Regions from separate parts of the Mus musculus genome. Here region 2 is linked to region 1. Evidence: chromatin contacts called from public Hi-C data. All regions are on one chromosome and are shown on one strand. The core of a region is the stretch at or near the end of the contact, and the rest is flanking DNA. Distances in the headings are between cores, read along the strand shown.

The links. Hi-C and Micro-C count contacts between places; a contact is called where the count stands out from the background.
Region 2: a contact with region 1 is called in a Hi-C map of adipose-derived mesenchymal stem cells, with 2.8 times the contacts expected there. The contact joins two enhancer-like sites. A contact is called at or near these places in 1 of 484 Hi-C or Micro-C datasets (adipose-derived mesenchymal stem cells), 1 of 115 datasets of contacts at active chromatin or transcription factors (large pre-B cells) and 1 of 9 other capture datasets (embryonic stem cells).

Annotation. Positions count from the first base shown.
Region 1 is chr1:153,569,523-153,575,626 of GRCm38.p6, forward strand. No RefSeq gene overlaps it. Among named protein-coding and RNA genes, the nearest start is that of Npl, 23 kb to the left of the region's middle. Within about 2 kb of position 3,334, at least 42 of the 459 cell types and tissues checked have an H3K27ac peak or open chromatin away from gene starts, as enhancers often do. A contact at or near this core is called in adipose-derived mesenchymal stem cells, where this site is marked.
Region 2 is chr1:155,090,275-155,096,378 of GRCm38.p6, forward strand. Ier5 (immediate early response 5) reads right to left here. Exons shown (of 1, transcript NM_010500.2): 1 at 6,093-6,104. Among named protein-coding and RNA genes, the nearest start is that of Ier5, 6.3 kb to the right of the region's middle. Within about 2 kb of position 3,422, at least 163 of the 459 cell types and tissues checked have an H3K27ac peak or open chromatin away from gene starts, as enhancers often do. A contact at or near this core is called in adipose-derived mesenchymal stem cells, where this site is marked.

The DNA of each region.
Region 1 (6,104 bases), core at 2,084-4,583:
ACACGAGCTCGGGGGGGCACTGGGTAGTTCATATTGTTGTTCCACCTATAGGGTTGCAGATCCCTTTAGCTCCTTGGGTACTTTCTCTAGCTCTTCCATTGGGGGCCCTGTGATCCAATCCAATAGCTGACTGTGAGCATCCACTTCTGTGTTTGCTAGGCTCCGGCATAGCCTCACAAGAGATAGCTATATCAGGGTCCTTTCAGCAAAATCTTGCTAGTATATGCAATGGTGTCAGCTTTTGGAGGCTGATTATGGGATGAATCCCCGGGTATGGCAGTCTCTAGATGGTCTATCCTTTCGTCTCAGCTCCAAACTTTGTCTCAGTAACTCCTTCCATGGGTGTTTTGTTCTCAATTCTAAGAAGGGGCAAAGTGTCCACATTTTGGTCTTCGTTCTTCTTGAGTTTCATGTGTTTTGCAAATTGTATCTTGTACCTTGGGTATTCTAAGTTTCTGGGCTAATATCCACTTATCAGTGAGTACATATTGTGTGAGTTCCTTTGTGATTGGGTTACCTCACTCAGGATGATGCCCTCCAGGTCCATCCATTTGCCTGGGAATTTCATAAATTCTTTCTTTTTAATAGCTGAGTAGTACTCCATTGTGTAAATGTACCACATTTTCTGTATCCATTCCTCTGTTGAAGGGCATCTGGGTTCTTTCCAGCTTCTGGCTATTATAAATAAGGCTGCTATGAACATAGTGGAGCATGTGTCCTTCTTACCAGTTGGAACATCTTCTGGATATATGCCCAGGAGAGGTATTGCTGGATCCTCCTGTAGTACTATGTCCAATTTTCTGAGGAACCGCCAGACTGATTTCCAGAGTGGTTATACAAGCTTGCAATCCCACCAACAATGGAGGAATGCTCCTCTTTCTCCACATCCTCGCCAGCATTTGCTGTCACTTGAATTTTTGATCTTAGCCATTCTGACTGGTGTGAGGTGGAATCTCAGGTTGTTTTGATTTGCATTTTGTCAGGTGATTTCTTACAGACATACAGTGCTTTGTGTTTCCATTGGCTTCTTTGCTCTAAGGAGGAGAAAGCAAGGTCACACACGGAGAGATGCAGGGGTGATGCTTGTGAGCTCTTGCCCCCTCCTACAGGAAGAATGCTTTCTTTCCCTGCCAGGAAGCATCTTACTTCATCAATCCTGCCTCCCTCTCACAAGGTCAAGTTCCTTGGCTTTTCCTGGACTTGTGGTTTTCAGTGTCTCTTTGTACTTTTTTTTTTCTTTTTTTAAAGATGAAGGCTCACTATATGGTCCAGTTTGAAATTTGCTAGCCTCCAGCCTTGGCTCCCTGAGTAGCTAAGATGACTGGCGTGTACCACCAGCCCAGTTCTGTGGCTCCTTGGGTCATATTTCCACAGAGGCCCCTTTCTTCTTGCAGATTGACTTGGTCTGATTGATTCTCCACACGTCTCTTCTGGGTCTTAGGACCTGTGATCAGACCCAGCCAGGATGGAGAGATGCAGTAGTTGACATCTGCTCAAGAAAAGTAAGTTAGGAAAACTTTATCTTGTAAGTGACATGTGTTAGTTCAAGACACTCTTGTTTTCCCAGGGTTGTTATTAACAGGGCTAAAAAGGACTCTCTCTGTCTCTCTCTCTCTCTGTTTTTGTGTATGTTTGTGTTCTAATGGGTATGTGCATGAATCTGATCTGTGTGTGTCATGTTTGTCTTCTCATGGGTGTGTGCTCATGTGTGTGCACACATGTGAAGGCCAGAGGATGATGTTGGGTGTCTTCCTCCATAATTCTCCACTTAGTTTTTCCAGACAGGTGCCTCACAGCAGATGGAGCTCCCATGTCAGCTACGCTCAGCCTGTGAGTCCGGGGAGTCTCTGTCTTCCCAGTGTTGGAATTACAGGCATGTCACTGAACTCAGCTTTTTATGTGGATGCTGGAGATCTGAACCCAGGTCTTCATGATTGTACAGAAATCACCTTACTAACTAATACCACTTCCTTAGCCCGCCCCTCCTTCACTCACTCCTTCTTTCTTTCCTTCCTTCCTTTTTTATTTTTATTTTTTGAAGATAAGATTTTATGTACCTTTGATCTGGCCTCAAATTTACTGTGTAGCAGAAGATGACCTTGAACTTCTGTTTCTACTTACAAAGTGCTGGAATGATAGGCACCATCATTCCTGGCTTCACATGGGATCGAACCTTGTAGATCGTGGTCAGGCATTATTACCAACTGACTTATATCCACATCTCCAAATAAGTCATGCTTTCTGATTTTAGTGATGCTGGTGCCGCTTCTGAGCTAGCTCAAAGCCTCACTGCGTCTCGCTTCCGAAGCTGAGACAGCCAGTAATCATCCCGCTCCTCCCTCAAGGAAGAGAAAACATTTCATGGGGAAACTTGAAAAGCTTGGGTAGTTTTTAAACTCATTCTGATGATAATCAAGTCTTTGTTGTATACTCGGCATATTGATGGATCGATTGATGCCCCGAGGACCAGGTAAGATGAGCGTCTTTGCTATCTCCTCACATAGCAACAACGCAGACACGCACTGCACACATGTAGAGAGATGCTGCAAGCATGCAGGGGGAGGGATGTGGTTCCAAGCAGAGGAGTTCAAGGACACAGAGGACAGTTCTATGGTGATTGCTACGTGTCAGGAACTGTCCCAATCTACATCGTCTCCCTATAACAATGCTTTTAATTTTCCCAAGACTCTGTAACATTGATAGAGCCATCATCACTATAGGCACCCACGTCATGGAGAACCTAAACAACAAGCCCAGCGTCACTCAGCCTGGGAAACATCTGAGCATCAGACCTAACCACTAACCTCTGCACTTTTTAAGTCTGACCTGCAGGGATTACGTAAGGCTGGGAGCAACGGAGAGCATTCCAGGCTGAGGCAACAAGGCAGGCAAAGGCTCTAAGATGTGAGGAAATCCATGCTGTGGTGTTTGAGTTTCAGTGGGAAGACAGTGTGAAGGCATTGGTCATACAAGCTATTTCCTCCCCATCCCAGAAGTTTTTGTTTTAAGTGAATATTTGGAAAGTGATGAATCAACTCAAGTTCTTATAACTGCAGTGTTTCCAAATGGCTACCATCCAACCAGTCTTCCTGCTGAATTGTTGGCTGAGGGCTACTTTAAATACATCCCCAGAAGAAAAACTATGAATCTTCTGATTAATCAGGATTCCTGGTATTCATTTAATTGAAAGTTCTTTGAGGTCAACGTTCTAGGATGGGTTTCCAAAGAAAGTAGTTTTTCCAGAAGATGGTTATTTGACACAACCACACAATGCATTCCTGATTTTAATTGAGGTTCTTGCCACTGTTATAGCTGGGCCACCCAATGATATAGTGCTTATGACTACATGGAAATGTATGCAAAGAATTTCAGTAGCAAAAGTGAACAATGGCAGAATTCAACCAAGAATACCACCTAATGGAGAAACATGTAGTAATTCTACATTTCTTGACTTCCTTTCTGTGTTTGAGGAACCAGAGGGTTATTAATTCACTCATGAGCATTTTCCAAGTGCTCATTGTAATAAAGGTGGTGGTGACACGATTCATATTTAACAGGGAGCTTACTGAATGGCAGGCACTGTGCTAAGCATCTTTGAATAGTCACAGTGGAATCCTTACCACAACTCTATACGATACACGAATGATGGAATCACCAGGCAAGAAAACAGAGGAGCAAAGAAACTACCCTAGCTCACAGACTCTGAGTTCCATCCTGGACAGTCTTCATTTAAGATCTGTGCTCCGGCTGCTGTGTCTGATCACTCCCTAAGAAGTCCTTAGGAGGCATAGGTAGGACTGCTAATGGCAAACAGCAGTGGAATCAGCATGAAGCAGGGGCAGAGCACCATTTCTCAGCCTTGTGCTACTGAAGCCTGTGGCAAGTGTAATGCTTGCAGAGAGGTCCCTTTGGCACCATGCCTGCCCCTTTTCCTTGCATACTGCCCCTGGAAGCATATGTCACCTCAGAGGTCATGTTGTTAGAGAAATGACATTGAATCAGCACTAAGTTATGGATGGGTTAATCCTTTGCACATTCTGAACACAAAGATGACATATGTGTGTGTGTGTATTTTTTTTCTATCCAAAAACTCAATTTTGGTTCTGGGTAGCTGTAAGTTTTGCCTCTGACCCTGTAAGCCGGATGATCCGAGTCAATCTCTAGGACCCACATAAAGCTGGAAGGAGAAACTCTGTCTCAAGGGGATAAAGCAGAGAGAAATGGAGGAAGATACTGGTATCCTTCCCTGGTCTCACACCCAACACACATGCGCATACACATAACCCCTGCAGAACACGCACATATTATGTATATAGTATATGTACATACCTATATCCCTCCCAAAACATGTGTATTAAGTACATACATACACACATATGTGCACGCATAAGACATTGGTTTGTGGGCAGAAGAGAAGGCTCAGCTCTTAAGAGCACTTGCTCTTGCATCGAACCTGGGTTAGGTTCCCAGTACCCATGTGGTGGCTTACAACCAGTAAGTTGTTCCTCCAGTTCCAGAGGATCTAACACCCTCTTCTGCCTGCTGGGGTATTGCATATAAGTGGTGCACAGACACAATGCAGAGAAAACAGCTACATATATAAAATAAAAATAAACAAAAAATTTAATATAAAAAGAAAATTTGTTTTTGTCTATTTTGGCTACTAGTGAGAGCAAAGCCAGTCTAGGTTACATGAGACCATGTCTCAATCCATTTATCCCTTCCTGGGGGCAGGGGTGGGGGGCGAGGGAGAAAAGAAGACCATTCCCTAACTTTCAGAACTTTCTAGAGGCTTTAGCAGTGACTCTAGTACAAAAGAATAAATAAATGGAGATATAATATTCAGCTGTTTATCAAAAGCTGTCCTTTCCAGAACACTCAGTTTCAGCTGCTGCTCTGTCCAGCCAGAGGCAGCTTTTCTCATCTCCCTTTTATTGGCTTACAAAAAAAAAGGGGGGGGGACTGGAGAGATGGTTCAGCAGTTAAGAGCACTGATTGCTCTTCCAGAGGTCCTGAGTTCAATTCCCAGAAACCATGTGTTGGCTCACAACCATCTGTAATGAGATCTGATGTCCTCTTCTGGATTGTCTGAAGATAGCAACAGTGTAGTAATGTACATGAAGTAAATAAAAAAAGTCCTTTTTAAAAATGGCCCAACTTTGGAGGACTGAGATAGAAGAAACCTTCATCTTGAAACCTTGGTTGGGGTTGAGGGTAGGGCAAGTTGCTCATGGACCAGGAGCATCCATGATATGCTACTGCATAAGCTTGTATATCTCAGCTCTTATATACATTTGGGGCTCTTTGTCTCCACTGTGTAATTTACAGAAAGCATGCTTAACATTTTCCTGTTGGCTGAGTGTATGTGTAAACTATCTGGAGGCCACCTGTCTAAGCACTGAATAAATGCGAATGATGTAGCCAGGATGGTTTCATTTTATCAGGCCCGGGGGACAGTGGCTCACCACTGCTAAGCAATTCCCTCATGCAATTACAAGCTGAAATCACCGTGGGATGCTTTTAAAGCTGGCAGTCTTCTAGTCTTGCAGAAATGAAAATAGTAAAAAAAAAAATAATAGAAGCCTCATAAATTTATATCACCATTAATTATGAAAAAAACAAACAAACAACCCAACTAGCCTTACTGGTAAGCTAAGAGGCATCTTAGAAATTGCTGGTGAATATTATCAGAAAACACAAATGCAGTGAAGCAAGATGGAACATTTGCTTGGCTCACAATTTGCTTGCATTTGCAACAACTTTCACGTTCCCAGAGTTAAGCAGAAATTAAATTTTTTCAAGGTCCATGGATTTTTAAGATTCAAGTATCTCTGAGATATCTTTGCCAATGAAAAGAGAATTCACAACATCCTTCCTTCCTTCCTTCCTTCCTTCCTTCCTTCCTTCCTTCCTTCCTTCCTTCCTTCCTTCCTTCCTTCCTTCCTAGGTTTATGTGAGACCCAGAAAGCCTTTCTTTGAGCACTTGACTTTGAGAAGGCATAGCATGTAGCATCAAAGCATGAAAGGGCAGATCAGTAGATAATAATTAAAGTCAACTTGCAATTGTATTGGCAGGGCAGGGACATGATGGATGGAGTGCTGTT
Region 2 (6,104 bases), core at 2,172-4,671, 1.5 Mb after region 1:
GCCCTAGCTGTCCTGGAACTAGCTGTGTAGACAAGGCTGGCCTCGAACTCACAGAGATCTGCCTGCCTCTGTCTCCTACCTGCTGGAGTTAAAGGCCTGTGACACCACTACCCAGCAGATGCAGGCCCTTTCAGTTGACCTCAGCTCCTTTCTGCCATCTTGTTTCTCATTTGCTTTTATGCCAGCTCAGGGGAAGAAGAAAGTCATACTCAGAGCCTCCACAGCTGTCCCTTCACATGGGCTCTAACCTCACGTCTCTCTCGCATCTTCTACCAGCACCTGTTCCATTTCACCCACGACGGGCTTTGGCTCGGTGAAATTCTCTCTGTCCTTGTTTTCCATGGTCTTTTCTGTTGTCACCTCCTTTGGCAGTAAGTACCATGGCTCTCCTCCCTGTTCCCTTTGATGGTGCCTCTTCTGGCCGCAGCCCGCTTCTAGGCTCCCTCCACCCCAGATCTTAGCTTTTGGCTCTTCCTTTTTCCTGGAGTTTCTTTTTCTTTAAAACATGTAACACTTCCCAGCCTTGTGAGCTACCCTTGAACAGGGGCCATGCTAGCTGATCTCTCTAGTATTCCAATCTAGTCTGTGTGCTGGCAACATGAGTGAGATACTTTACTCCCATAGCTAGGAGGAGCATCTCTAAACTTGACCACAGCCCCCTTGGGAAGACATAGAAAGGTCCAGAAGCCTGAAGAAATGTTTTTCAAATTGTAAATCATTCCATATGGCCGGAGGCAGTCTGTGAAGGGAGGAATGGCAAGGGGGAGCTAGGCCTCCAGTAACCTAAAGCTGAGGAACTCACATCTGATTGTGAGGGTGGTAGAAATAGCTTTTTGTTTTTTTTTTTTCTGTTTTTGTTTTTATTTCTGTGTCTTTTGCTTAATATCCACTTTAATTTGTTTTGTTTAGTTTTGGTTGGTTGGTTAGTTTTTGGTTTTTTAAAGACAGGGTTTCCCTGTGTAACTATGGCTGTCCTGGAACTTGCTCTGTAGACCAGGCTGGCCTCGAGCTCAGAGATCTGCCTGTCTCGGCCTCCCAAGTGCTGAGATTAAAGGTGTGTGCCTTCATAAGTGTATTTTTCTTGACAGTTTACTTTTTAATCACAACTATAAAGCAAACACACACACCATAAATAGAAACCAAGAGAAATGAGCTACTTCCTGAATTGAGTCACATTCTTCAGTTTCTGGTTCCTCATCTTGTCCTCAGAAGGGTCTCGTGGCAGCCGGTGAAGGTGACTTTGAGTACTTCTTTTGAGTCATCACCATACTACTCAAGATGAACACTCTGCTTGTGACCTCATTTATTCTGTCCAGCCTCAGATGCAACTCTCTCTTCTCTCATTGAGGAATCCCAAGAGCAGCAGGCTCTGCACTGGGAAGCCAGATGCCTGATGCTGAGATGAGGGAAGGCTGTGAAGCAGACAGCTGGGCCAGCCCACACCAGAATCGCCCACACCAAACTTGCCCACACGCCACATCTTTACAGCTGTTCTCACCGTGCCACAAAGCGAGCACCCCTTAAAAGAGTCTGGAGACGGAACTTAGAGGACAACCACAGAAATTGTAGGACAATAACCTCCTCCCAGTCCCCGTCCCAAGTCCCTCAGCTCCAGCTTCTTTGCTTTTAGTAATTTCTCCCATGGCCGTAAAAATAAAAGTCACTCTAGTCTCTAAAGTAGGTCACGTTGTGGGGGAAGGGAACGGCTGAGTGCAGATGTCAAGGAATTTTCACCCTTTTCCAAACCAAAAATAAAACTTGGAAACTGTCTGAAGAAAAGGAGAGGTAGAGCTGAAGAAAAGCCAGGGAGAAGAAGGTGGGCGGGGTGTGCTTGCCCTAAATTCCCTTGGCCGCCAGCAGACCTCATGCAGAGAGCTTGACTCAGTGGCCGTTCCTCACGTGACTGCCCACTCCCCACAACCCTGGGTCCACAGGCCTCCAGCTCACTTCCCGCTGGCAGGACTCTGGTACTGATGTAAATAACGGCTCCCCTCTCCCAATCCTAGCCACTCTCCCTGTAAAAAGGCCTCTATTGATCAGAGGGGGAGACAAGGCAAAGAGGCATTTTGGATTTCCCCATCCAAGTGGTTCTGAGATTCATTATCTGTGCTATAAAGCAGCACGTGCAGTCCCAGCAAAGGCTGGGGGAGGGGCTGAGGGAGGGCTGGGGGAGAGGCTGGGGGAGGGCTGGGGGAGAGGTTGGGGGAGACACTGGGGGGAGAGGCTGGGGGAGAGGCTGTCGAGTCCACGTGTGGGCTCCCTGGCTTTGCCTCTCCTTTCCAGCATCTGGCCACCAGCCAAGCTGGCTTTCAGCTGCTGCTCCTGTTTCCAGAGAGTAGACTCCCCTACCCACCCTTGCTATTATGCAGGGACTGAGGGATCCGGTGAGGCACAGAGAGAGGATGACAACTTGCAGCCAACACAGCTGTGGCTTGATCTCCAGTGTCTAGAGTTTGGGGAGACTTTACAAGTTTCATGGTCAGGAAATATTAATCTTCACTCTTCTTAGTAGGTTGTCATATTTCCTAATCGTGGGCTCTCCTTCCCTGAGCAGTCAGACTCTTTCTCAAACAGTAGGTGAGGACCATCACAGGAGAGCGCAATGTCTTAGAAAGACCAGATAGACAAAAGGAGGAGAGCCACCCATAGCACAGTTGCAACCATCTGTGCTGTGAAGGTCAAGACCCTACTGGCAGTTAGTAGCAACCAGGAGAAGCCCTGGTGGATGGTTATCTAGGATGCAAGAAGAGATTTAAATGAAGAGAAGCCTGAGGCATCTTCTACCTTAGTTTGGAGTCCAAGGAACACTGGTTTGCAGAGTACAAGAGAATGGTTTGGTTTGGTTTGCTCTTGCTTTTGCTTTCCCTGTTACCTCAGAACAAACAAGCTCCCCCACCCCCCCACCCCAACCCCCCAGCTGGTGCCTTGGTAAGGCAGGGGGCTGAGAGAGGTGTGTGGGGAGGGAAGAAGACTAAGCAGGTGGAACAGGACTTTCAGCATACTCCTGTGTACTCAAAAACCCTGAAAGAAGCCTAGCCTTAGAGGCTTGGAAGCCTGGCAGAGGTCCAGCTGATAGGAAGAAAGCAGAGCTGGAGCCAGGTTAAACTTGGTTAAAGGAGTCAGGAAGGGAAAAGGGATTCTTGCCTTCCTCCTCTAAGTTAGAGGTGTGGCTTATGACACAGGCCTTGGCAGCTAAGTCTCAAAACATAGAGAAAATGCTTAGTCTAGGCTTACCCACAAGCATCCCAGACAGAGCCTGCACCTTAGTCACCTGCTGGGGATGGCTCAGTGGTAGGTGCTAGTGAAGGCCACTTGTTCTTCCTTCAGCTTCCACAAGCCAGCCGACAGCCAGTACCGTTCACCGCTGTCTCTAAGTAGGCAGCCATCCAGTAGTGGAGATGGCTGTGGAGCTAAAGAGGGGGAGAGAGGCCCTTTCAGGAATGCAGTCCCTAGAGGCTTCCCCTTCTCTGCCTGTAGGATTCCAAAGGCCTGAGACAAACCCCAGGACGCAGTCCAGCAAAGATGACTTGGGTTCTATATCCCTCTGGGACAGAGAAATTGCTAGAGAGGCTTTTTTTATTTTTAAAAATGCCATTCCCACTGGGGGAGGGGGTGGCACACACGGGGAAACACAGGGTCGGGAAGGAGGCATTCCACGAGGCATGTATATTTTACACTACGCTTTCCTTACACTGTACTTTCTCTATTGTACCCTTAAGAAATGTTACTGAGAAAGTCCAAGGGCATGAGCTAAGATGGAAGAGATTCCTAGCGTCAACTCTACTTCTGCTGTTCTTCCTCCCAAACCTTTCCACAGGGTAGAACTTTTAATTTGAACAACAGTTCAAAGGCTGAGAGACGAAGTGCTCATTACTGGACAGAGTGCCAGGAATGCTGCGAAGCCAACCTCACTCCCCACTGCAGCACCGCACCTCACAGTGAAGGCTCCTTTCATAGTCGCGGAAGGTTGGATCAGCATTTCTTTTCATCTCATCTTCTTTTAGGAACTGCTGGGATAAAAGGGAGTCTAGGAGAATGAAAATTTCACAAACAGGACAAGAATAAAATATTTAGGGCAAAAGACCAGAAGTCCTTTGGATATTCAGTGAACTAACTCTACTAAAAAAATAAAATAAAATAATGACTATAAAGGAAAAAAAATCCTGTCAAACTCCATGCCACAGTGTGAGGCTTTAGACCATAGCACTCTGGCTCTGAGCCACATCGGCACACCAAGGAAGCTGGAGAGATCCAGGTTAACCCAAGGATGCCATGGGGGCAGATCTGTCATTAACTTCATTCCCAGTACTAACATCTTTTATTCTGAGTGTTCCACCAAAGAAGTTAAAAGACCCAATCCCCAAGTCCCCGATCCTAAAATCGAATCTATCATCAATTAAAGGCAGGGAAAGCAGTTAGAAGTCACAGAGAGAACCAAGGCATTGGAACAGCACTTCAAGTGTCCCATCATTAATGCCCTCCCACACCCCACCCCCAAAGGATGGTTTCTCAAAGTGGCATGGCTGGAAAGTGCTAAACTGAATTCTATCACCTTCACTCTCTGGTCATGGGATTGATTGGTTGATTGATTGATTGATTGATTGATTTAATGAGACTCTACTTTATGTAGCTCTGGTTGCCCTAAAACTTGCTAGGTATATCAATCAGACTGGCCTCAGACTCTCAGAGATCTGCCTGTCTCTGCCTCTTGAATACTGGGATTAAAAGCCAAAGATGTCTTTAAGCATCTAGCTTTTGCATCGCTGTCAGAAGTTTTCGGCTTGGGGGTCCGGCTCAGTGGTAGAATGACCATCTAACATGTTGGGGTGGGGGTGCTGAATTCAGTTTCTAATGCTAGAATGGTTAATTTAATGAAGAGAATGGAGACGCTCCCAATGTGGTCCTGCTCCGGAAAGGTTAGACACTGTCTTTAGTCATACTATATCTTACTCAGTTACAATAAGCCTACTTGTGCCTCAAGATGTCCAGACCTATTGACAAGCATGGCTTTAGAAACATTCTAGGCCAAGCACTTAGAGCCAAGCATGGCTCTATGGTGTTCTTTGTCTGTTTTCCTTTACTCGTCACTGAAAGCACTTGTGTGTGAACAAGAACTTTGTCCTTTTATGAGTTTTCACTCCTGTTTACTCTTCCCTGAATATAGAGCAGATACCATCCAAGAAAGCCACAGGGTTGGTGTGAGATAGACACGGCGACCAACTCTACTGGTAGAGCAGAGCTTCATGCCTGCAAGTGTGTCCAGAGAAACAGAGACTTAAAAACTCATATTTGCTGACAGGATTGTTTAAAAATAGAAACCTCCTTCTTCTTCCCTACAAATGCACACAATTCTTTTTGCCACAGCATCTGATTTACACACACACACCTCACTTCTATAGCAACAATAACAGTTGAGGTACTTGTTTGGGGCCTGAGAAAAGGTCTGTATGTAGGCAGGTTTGGCTTCAAACTGGGGAACCTCCTGCTTCACCTTCCGGAATGCTGGGGACTACCTGCAGGCGGTACCTTGCTGCCCTTAGGAAGTACTTTCTAAGACCATTAACTCAGTAATTTTCACAACTCGATGAGGTAAGTACAGCTATCCTAATTTTACACTTGAAAACAACCACAACAACGAAGAAGCAGAGTTGAAGCAACATGAAGTCCTCAGAGCAAAGAGTCAGGACTAAGGCAGGAAAATGCAGGCAAATCTGGCTTCAGAGCTCATGCTATTGTAACATTCAGTCCATGCTACACAAAGAAGTAAAACCTTTTTCCAATTTACTTCTCGAAATTAAGCAGACACATGGTCCCATGGTTCCTTTTGGCAGGCAACTGAGGATGCAGAGGGGCCTTAGTCACATCTAAAACAAACATACAGCTCTCTTCACACCAAATGTGACCCCCTTCAAATATAAAGCACACCGAGACAGGTCTTCAAGCATAACTGTGTTCTAGTAACTAACAGGAAATGGTTTCAGAATGAAGGCCCTGGACACCTTCAGTTTAAGATCCACTTAATGGATCTTTAGTAGTTATAATAGAGCTTAAGTAGCTAATTTCTGAAAGAAAACAAGACAATTGAGTAACAATCTGATTAAAGC